Regions from separate parts of the Mus musculus genome. Here regions 1 and 2 are each linked to region 3. A link is a contact called in public HiChIP or PLAC-seq and promoter capture Hi-C data. All regions are on one chromosome and are shown on one strand. The core of a region is the stretch at or near the end of the contact, and the rest is flanking DNA. Distances in the headings are between cores, read along the strand shown. Region 1 overlaps Atf6 (activating transcription factor 6). Region 2 holds the start of Atf6 (activating transcription factor 6). Region 3 overlaps Atf6 (activating transcription factor 6).

The links. Promoter capture Hi-C pulls out the DNA fragments that hold promoters and counts their contacts. HiChIP or PLAC-seq counts read pairs in DNA pulled down with a chosen protein or histone mark.
Region 1: a contact with region 3 is called in a promoter capture Hi-C map of the HPC-7 cell line, with 4 times the contacts expected there. The contact joins two enhancer-like sites. A contact is called at or near these places in 8 of 39 promoter capture datasets (the 3T3-L1 cell line, the HPC-7 cell line, HPC-7-derived erythroid cells and 4 more), 1 of 15 datasets of contacts at CTCF or cohesin (the NIH/3T3 cell line), 11 of 484 Hi-C or Micro-C datasets (adipose-derived mesenchymal stem cells, bone marrow-derived macrophages, brown adipocytes and 8 more) and 3 of 115 datasets of contacts at active chromatin or transcription factors (the NIH/3T3 cell line, embryonic fibroblasts and pancreatic cancer cells).
Region 2: a contact with region 3 is called in an H3K4me3 HiChIP or PLAC-seq map of bone marrow-derived macrophages, with 3 times the contacts expected there. The contact joins the promoter of Atf6 here to the enhancer-like site in region 3. A contact is called at or near these places in 4 of 39 promoter capture datasets (the C10 cell line, liver and pre-B cells), 1 of 15 datasets of contacts at CTCF or cohesin (the NIH/3T3 cell line), 4 of 484 Hi-C or Micro-C datasets (bone marrow-derived macrophages, centroblasts, liver and 1 more), 4 of 115 datasets of contacts at active chromatin or transcription factors (the NIH/3T3 cell line, bone marrow-derived macrophages, embryonic stem cells and 1 more) and 2 of 9 other capture datasets (adipose tissue and pancreatic islet).

Annotation. Positions count from the first base shown.
Region 1 is chr1:170,844,660-170,847,519 of GRCm38.p6, forward strand. The region is part of intron 4 of Atf6 (activating transcription factor 6); the gene reads right to left. Among named protein-coding and RNA genes, the nearest start is that of Gm29733, 4.9 kb to the right of the region's middle. Within about 2 kb of position 1,277, at least 100 of the 459 cell types and tissues checked have an H3K27ac peak or open chromatin away from gene starts, as enhancers often do. A contact at or near this core is called in the HPC-7 cell line, bone marrow-derived macrophages and peritoneal macrophages, where this site is marked.
Region 2 is chr1:170,866,482-170,869,267 of GRCm38.p6, forward strand. It overlaps Atf6 (activating transcription factor 6), which reads right to left and starts at 1,290. Exons shown (of 16, transcript NM_001081304.1): 1 at 1,169-1,290. The coding sequence starts at 1,220. Gm9929 (a long non-coding RNA gene) reads left to right here and starts at 1,349. Exons shown (of 2, transcript XR_003948181.1): 1 at 1,349-1,433; 2 at 2,100-2,786.
Region 3 is chr1:170,707,898-170,710,597 of GRCm38.p6, forward strand. Atf6 (activating transcription factor 6) reads right to left here. Exons shown (of 16, transcript NM_001081304.1): 16 at 1-2,190. The coding sequence ends at 1,982. Among named protein-coding and RNA genes, the nearest start is that of Gm23523, 43 kb to the right of the region's middle. Within about 2 kb of position 1,319, at least 87 of the 459 cell types and tissues checked have an H3K27ac peak or open chromatin away from gene starts, as enhancers often do. A contact at or near this core is called in the HPC-7 cell line, bone marrow-derived macrophages, centroblasts and 2 more, where this site is marked.

The DNA.
Region 1 (2,860 bases), core at 27-2,526, 140 kb after region 3:
ACACTAATGTTAACAAGTATCTGGGTGATGGATAGCTTGACAAAGACCCGCACATTCGGGCAGGAGAACAGATTAGCGAGTAAAGGCACTGAGTTCAACCCCCGGAACCCATGTGGTAGAAAGAGTCTGACTTTCACACACTCACTGTGAGCCATCATGAACAACCATACATAAGACACACAAAATAAAAAAGTAAATGTTCATTTTTTTTTTTATTTTTTTATTTTTGGTTTTTCGAGACAGGGTTTCCCTGTATAGCCCTGGCTGTCCTGGAACTCACTTTGTAGACCAGGCTGGCCTCAAACTCAGAAATCTGCCTGCCTCTGCCTCCCGAGTGCTGGGATTAAAGGCGTGCGCCACCACGCCCAGCTTATTATTTTAAGAGCAGTACTTTTCCACGGTTTAAAAGTACCTTCTTCACAAAATACTGGCAACTAGCAAAGGGAGAAAAGAGCAGCTTCTTGGCTGAGAGCCTAGCAGATGCTGTCAGCTGACTGAGGTGAACATCACCAGTAACAGGACCACCTCAAACTGTCATCAAACTGAATCTTATCATCAAAAATAAATGACAAGGTGGAGTGTGGGTGGCCTGCACCTGTAACCTCAGTTCTTGGGAGGTGAAAGCAGGAGAATCAGGAGTTGAAGGCCATTTTCCATTACATAGCAACTTTAAACCAGTTCGAACTAGGTGAGATCCTATCTCAAAAGGCAAAAACAGATCTGGTAGTGGTGACATCCTTACTACTTTAATCCTAGGACTTAGGAGGCAGAGGTGGGTGATCTATATGAGCTGCAAGCCAACCTGGTAAACAGAGCAAGTTCCAAGACAGCCAAACAGCTAAAGCTATACAGAGAAACCCTGTCTCAAAAACCAAGAGAGAGAAAGAGAGAGACAGAGAGACAGAGAGAGAGAGGCTAAAACAAACAAACAAAAGACAGACACAAAACCACTTCTGTGGCATTCCTGCCATAGACACTAAAGCTGACTCCAATCCTGAGGAAACGTCTGGCACTCCAAATGATAAGGTCATTAAAGCACGAAGTCAAGAAGGAAGAATTGTTCCAGAATAAAGAAAATTAAAGCAGAAAGACAACCACATGCAACATAACCTGATGCTTTTGCTGGTCTGAATCTAAGGGGAGCTACATGGGAAATTGCACAATCTAAACCGGGACTGGGTAGTGCGAGTTTTGGTTTCTTTTAACCTCAGTTATGCTACGGAGACATGTTTCTGTTTTAATCCCTGGTGTGGCCTCCTTCAGCTTATCCACAGCAGCAGACTGACTGCCTCGTGCTCCAGCAGGGGCAGGATCTGTGCCCAGTGCAGATAGCTTAATTCTGGGAACTCTTGAGCGAGAGAAAAAAAAAAAAAAGCCAAATGCCAGAGGGGGCTGAGGGAACTCTGAGGGGCAGGGGAACACTAAGGAAGAAGCCTGGCTGTTCGGCTGTACCCCCTGCTGGGTCCTGCTCCTGCTGCTGATGGTTGAGAGGAAAGAGACCAGAAGAAGCTGGACTTCCCGGTAGCGGAAGATTAGACTTGCTTTAGTCAGCAGGAAGTAGTTTAAAGAGACCTAGCCTCCTTTCTCCTCCACCCTTCCTTCTCTACTACCTGGTGATGGGGGGTTGGAAGGAATAAGGGCTGGAAGGGAGAAAGAGGTACATAAAAACCAAATAAAATAGCTAAAACAAATATGCCTACAGGGCTACAGATGAGATTATTGTTATATATCAATGTTTAGTTCCTGGTTTTGGTGGCTGTATTGTTGTTAAAAAAAACATTCTTGTTCATAGGAGGTAGACATTATAGAATTTGGAATTCAGTGGCCAACTGACCCTCAAATGGCTCAGACAAAAATCTCCACAATATATTTGCAAATTTAAGATCATTCCAAATAAAAAGGCAGTGTAAGCAAGAGAACAAGAATAAAAAATTAGCCAGGCGGTGGTAGCGCATGCCTTTAGTCCCAGCACTTGGGAGGCAGAGGTAGGCAGATTTCTGAGTTCAAGGCCAGCCTGGTCTATAGAGTGAGTTCCAAGATAGCCAGGGCTACAGAGAAACCCTGTCTCGAAAAAACAAACAAACAAACAAAACAAAAACAAAAAACAATAAAAAATTAGAGAATGTCTTTCTGAGTGATAAGCTTTTGAGTAACAGGAGGAGGAAGAATAGAAGGAAAGGAGGAAGAGAGGTAAAAGGCAGGAAAAAGGATAAGGACATGGATAAGAGGAAGTGGAGGAAGAGCAGCAGCAACAATAACAGAACTAGTAAGAACAATAATAATAAAATAAATATATGTGCACCTTATATAAATATAAAGAAGAAGAAGAATAACCAGGCTAGGCGTGCTGGTTATTATTTTAATCTCTACACCTAGAAGGCAGAGACAGAAGGATCTCTACAAGTTCAAGGCCAACCTAGTCTCCATAATAAGTTCCAGGCCAGCCAGAGCTACACAGTGAAATCCTGCTGAAAGAAAGAAAGAAAGAAAGAAAGAAAGAAAGAAAGAAAGAAAGAAAGAAAGAAAGAAAGAAAGAAAGAAAGAGAGAGAGAGAGAGAGAGAGAGAGAGAGAGAGAGGGAGGGAGGGAGGGAGGGAGGGAGGGAGGGAGGGAGGGAGGGAGGGAGGGAGGGAGGGAGGGAGGGAGGGAAGGAAGGAAGGAAGGAAGGAAGGAAGGAAGGAAGGAAGGAAGGAAGGAAGGAAGGAAGGAAGGAAGGAAACAACCCAGGCCAGACACAGTGGCACATTCCTGCACTGAAGCCCAGCCTGGGCAACACAGTAAGACTACCTTTAAAAGAACCCTGCAATCCTAGCACTTGGGATGCTGGGGCAGCAGGACCACAAGTCAGAAGTCCCTTTCAC
Region 2 (2,786 bases), core at 40-2,539, 160 kb after region 3:
TCAACATCTATAGGATGGCGGGACCTCATTGGACTGTTATGAACATAACATAAATAACACATGTAGTGTGCTTAGCAAAATAAAGTCCTAAACAAGTGACTGCTGTTACTATAACAAAAGCATTTAGCTGGGGAAATGAACTGGAGAATGAACATTTAAAGGTTTTTTTTTTCCAGAAAGTTGTCAAAATCGGCCCAAAGATTAAAATAAACCTTTTATAGATTGTAATTGTAGAGAGCATCTGCCACTGTTAAATTAAACTAGGATTCCAACACTTCCTAGTTGAGGGCCCACTCATGTTATAGTGGAATGTTAGTCCATGAAAAAAAAGTGTCCCCAAAACTGAAGGACAATGTAGTCTCACTACAGGATCCATTGAGCCACCTACAGAACTCCATTCACATATTAACACACATAATCCTGTTAACATTCTGTCTTGAAATCGAGAAGGGACTATCAGCTTTCTCTAAGGATTTGGATGCCAAAGCTTGTTCCTTGTCATTCTCTGGTCCATCCTTCCTGAACACTAAAAATAGACTTAACAAGAGATTTCAGAGCTGTGTTTGGACAGCAGTCAGGATTACATCAGTTTGTGTTAGATCTAGTAATCAGGGACACGAGGTCAGGTGCTTGGGAGAGTTTCTTCTTTGCCAATTTGGATCTATGTCTTAAACCAACAGTTCAAGCTGGGAGCCAAGGATTTTCTTCTGTATTTTAACCAAGTTTTCTCAACATATCTCGTACACGTTCAGTGCGCGCGCGCGCACACACACACACACACACACACTCACACACACACATACACACACACACACTCAGCGCTCCCCAGCCACACGCCCACAGTCTGAGAAAATAGCTTGGAGCCTTTGGGGCAGCTACAATCATCATCCTACTAAGTTCTGGTCCCTCACGATCACCTGGAATTTCCACCAGGAACACACGCTGAAAAACTACAGCAATTTCAATTAGAACATCATTCCATTATTGCTACGGCCAGGACAGAAGCCCAGAGGCTCTGCCAGCCTCTTCTACGACCCTCAACCCGTGGCCTCGCTCCCCGGACACGGGTCGTCCACACCTGTCACCGCCACCGGGCGGAAATCGGGAGGAGAAAAAAACCCGCAGACGCGGCCCGACCTAGCTCGGGTACATTCGCAGATCCACTCACCCCAGTCTTCATCTGGTCCATGAGGAAGAACCGGACTAAAAGGCGACTCCATGGCGCCGGCAACACAAGCCGGCTTCCCCGAAACAGACACCTCTCCCTCACAACTCGGATGGGTGAGTAACCTGAAACGGCGGCGGCCGGAGGACAAAATAAGCTGAACGCTGACACGGACGGTGGCCGGGCGGAGGCAAACTATCTCACCGCACGCGGGAACTGGGATCCAAAGCTAAGGAGACGTCAGCAGATAAGCAAACTCAATAGACTTGTGAGTAAATATTTCCCTACGAGGATTTCAGCACTTTCTGTCCCGCTGTGGGGTTTTGTGGTTGTTCTTTTTTGTTTCTCTCTCCCTCTCTCTCTTTTTTTTTTTAAATTGAGCGAAGAGCACGCAGATTTTACCGCTTTGTTAAAATTCGCTGATAGTACTAAAACTGAAAAGTCTCCTGATCATAGTGGCTTGTTCTTTGTGCTTAATACTACGATATAGACATCTCAGAACGAAATTAGAAATTGACAGTAAACCTGATTCTGTATTTATAAATGCTTTTCAATCGCTGTAAAAATTTTCCACGTACACGGTAAATAAAGAAAAATACAAATTTCCGACATGTGTTAGAACCACTCCTTTACTGGGACAGAATCCGAGGTAAACTTTCTCACAAATAATACTTGTAGAAAACCCACCTTCAAACAAATTTAAACAAAGAAAATATATAAGATAAATTCTCCATGTCCGCACTTACCTCCTAAAGAAGAGTTTCTAAAACTCGCAATAAGCTGTCAATCTCTTATTACTAAAATCCAAAATTCTAAATATTTTTAGAGAAGAATCATGCATCACGGATTCCAACTGGAAAATGTGAGCAATTTGAAACAACAGTTTCGAGAACCTACTTAGTGTTGTTTACTTTTCGGTTTTACTCGATTTCAGTAGCCAGGGACTGCATTCAAACCCAGACGGTGAATGAACACGGATCCCTCTAGGACCGAGAGGAACTTTTCCCATGGTTACAAACAAACATAAATGCTTCCCAGAATCCTCCGAGCTCCTCGTGGCTGCGGTTACTACCGATTGCGATTGCGGAATGCAACAAGGTGAGAGGAAAGCCAGGTCAGAATTCGTGAAGTCCGGCTGGGACCACACCCGCATACACACGTGCAATGCACCGCCCGCGCGCACATACATACATATATACATACACACACATACATACACACATACATACACACATGCATGTGCAATACGCAGCACGCGCGTGCACATACATGCATACATACACGAACACACGCACACTCGCGATTCTGAAGTCCCCCTACGACAAATGACATTCCTTTCGTCGTTGGAATTATATATATATAAATTTTAAAAAAAAAATTTTTTTTTCGAGACAGGATTTCTCTGTGTAGCCCTGGCTGTCCTGGAACTCTGTAGCCTCAGAAATCCGCCTGCCTCTGCCTCCCGAGTGCTGAGATTAAAGGCGTGTACCACCACCGCCCAGCCTTTAGTCCATTTTTTATATTTACTTTTACCATGTTTAAACCTGTTTGTAAATATATATGTTGAGTGTTGGGGAATTTCTTTTTTAATTCACATAAATGTATAACACGGAAATGTTCT
Region 3 (2,700 bases), core at 69-2,568:
CTTCTGTCTGCTCTTTGGCTGTGCCTTCCAACGGTCATCCCCACTGTTACCTGTAGGAGAGGCATCAGCCTTAGCAAACGTGACACTATTGAGGTCTTTGATCTGAGGCACTGGTACACTGGAGTCACTGCAGATTCTATTCGTGTCTCAGCAGATCAGCATCAGGAATGCGTGTGCTGCCTCTGTCCACAGCCACAGTCACATCCTCGTGTTGAGCTGCTTCACAGGCAGGAAGGACATGGCCACAGGGTAGCCCACCTCCCCCACAAATGGCTACTCCTAAAGGTACTCCATGTATTTGGTATCTTCTCCTTGGCACCCATTAGAGGACCAGCCCCCGGGACAAACAGGTCTTGTCTGAAAATCACCCGAGAGCCAATCAGGATGGACTGCGGCACTGAATTCAGCAAGAATGGCCCTGCCCTGAAAACATCTCACCTTAGCTTAGATGGCAGCAGTGCTGTCCAGGGAACAGTTGTTGGTGAACAGTGCCAGGCATAATGGGGCCACAGGCAAAAGATGACCTGACTGTGTGTCACTCCTTGTAGAGAGAAGAGGACTTAGCCGCCATTGTGCTTACTGGAATGGGACCACCTGACAATGGCAAGCCAGCTGGGAAGAGTCTATGAGAACCTGCTGAAATCCTGGGAAGGGAGGCAGCACATGACTGACATGAGTCCTGGCATCCATTTCTGTGAACTTGTAACGTACAATGTACAGTGCAATAGAAATGTGGCTGCTTGCTATGGTGAAGGAAGCAGGCAAAATACAATAAAATATATGTGAACATAACTTTGCTTTTTGTTTGTATTTGTTTATTTACTCATTTATTCATTCATCTATTTTTTGAGGTGGGTTCTTTATATAGCTTTAGCTGTCCTGTCCTGGAATTTGAAATGTAGGCCAGGCTGATATCAAACAAAGCCTGCCTTTCCTTCCAAATGGTGCTAGGATTAAAGCCATGTTCACAGCCATAGCAACAACAAAGAGAGCTTAATTCCTTTATCATCTTTCCACTGGAAAAACTGAGAACTTCACCATACTGTGCTGCAGCTTCTCTGGGAAGCCATGCTTGCTCTGTGCACTGTTGGTCCTTAAGGGAAACTCTCTAGTCTTGCTTAAGCCTAGTGACCTCCAAGTCCCTTTGCTGAGTCTGGTTTCACAGGAGTATGCTCTGGGCTGAGGGTCCACAATGAGAGGCAAGCATGTGCCCTGAGATCTTTGAAGATCTCTGCTGATTAGCCGAGTTCCAACACTGAGGGTGGCTATAGCTCTGAGCTTACCGAGGCCACAGGAACTCTGTGTTTAAATACATATGAAAATGGAGTCACTTCCCCTTACATTCCACCACTGGCCTTCCCTTCCCTTGTCTCCAGTGTGTGGCTCACTCTGTGACCCCCACAACAGTTATTTGTCCAGGGCTGAACCACAAATCACAAGTAAAAATAAACTCTTACCAACTGGAGATAATCCCTTTACCCAAACTCTAAACTGTTTTGACTCTTTGTGGGATGTTTTTGGCTGCTCGGTTTTTTGAAATGTGTTTTCTCAAGTATAACATTCAGAATGGATTTGAACCAAAGGAGAGAGAAAGCCAATTGGTGGAAACCACATGAGCATGTGTTCTAAAGCTTTAAATACAAATCTCTTTACTGCACCAGGAAGTGCAGTGGACAGAAGAGGAAGTGGGTCTGACCTGAAGGAAGATAACTGAGAACCAAACACACATTGAGAAAAGCACTAAAGATGACACAGCAGAACCAACACCAGGCGACACTGCCCACAGGGCTGCACTGCCACCAGAGAATTGCTCGCTAGCATGTTCCACCCCACTGGGTGGACGGTGACAAGCAGCGCACTTCCTGTTCTCTCTTCCTCTTCCCCTGGAGTTGCGTACAAGGCAAGTCTCTGCTTGCCGAAGAGGCAGAGAGCAGCATCTTCACCAGCTCTTCAGTCTCTGCTGTCCAGCGCAGCTCGGGCACTACTGCAACGACTCAGGGATGGTGCTGACCACATGGGTCGTCTCTGTGGTTGTTGGAGGGGAACCAAAGAAGGTGCTGGTTTGGTTCCGCTGATGATCCCGGAGATAAGGGGGAACCGAGGAGCTTTTGATGTGGAGGATCCTGGTGTCCATCACCTGACAGTCAATCTGCATCATTACTTCATAGTCCTGCCCATTGATCACATTATCTGCAGAGGAGCAGACACAGGATTCAACAGAGGGTTCAGGGTGGGAGCAGTCAATACACTTGCAAGGCTACAGAGCTTTATCAGCTTCTGCATCTGCGTGCCAATATGCCCTGCCCTTTCCTCAACTTAGTTCTCCAAGAGTCTTCACTGGTTCAGTAAGAGCTGTACCCTTCCCTCAACCTGTGGAGACTGATACACAAGAAAACTGAGGAGGAGGAAGAAACCTATCCCATCATCCCAACAAAGAAGAAATACTAAGGCCCTATGTCTTCTGCTCATCACATTCCCTACTGAAATCCCTTGCACTTTTGTGCATTAGTTGTTCATCTGAGGCCACTGTCTCCACAGGATTTCCTCTACATCTCAGCCTCAAACCCTATCGTTTCTTTCTTACTCCTACTTCCCTCCTCTTCTCTTTCCCATCCCCTCATTTCACTACTTAGATACTCACACCCTCAAGTTTCCTAACAGGTACCCTACTTCTATTGTCACTAAACCTTCTGGGGACAG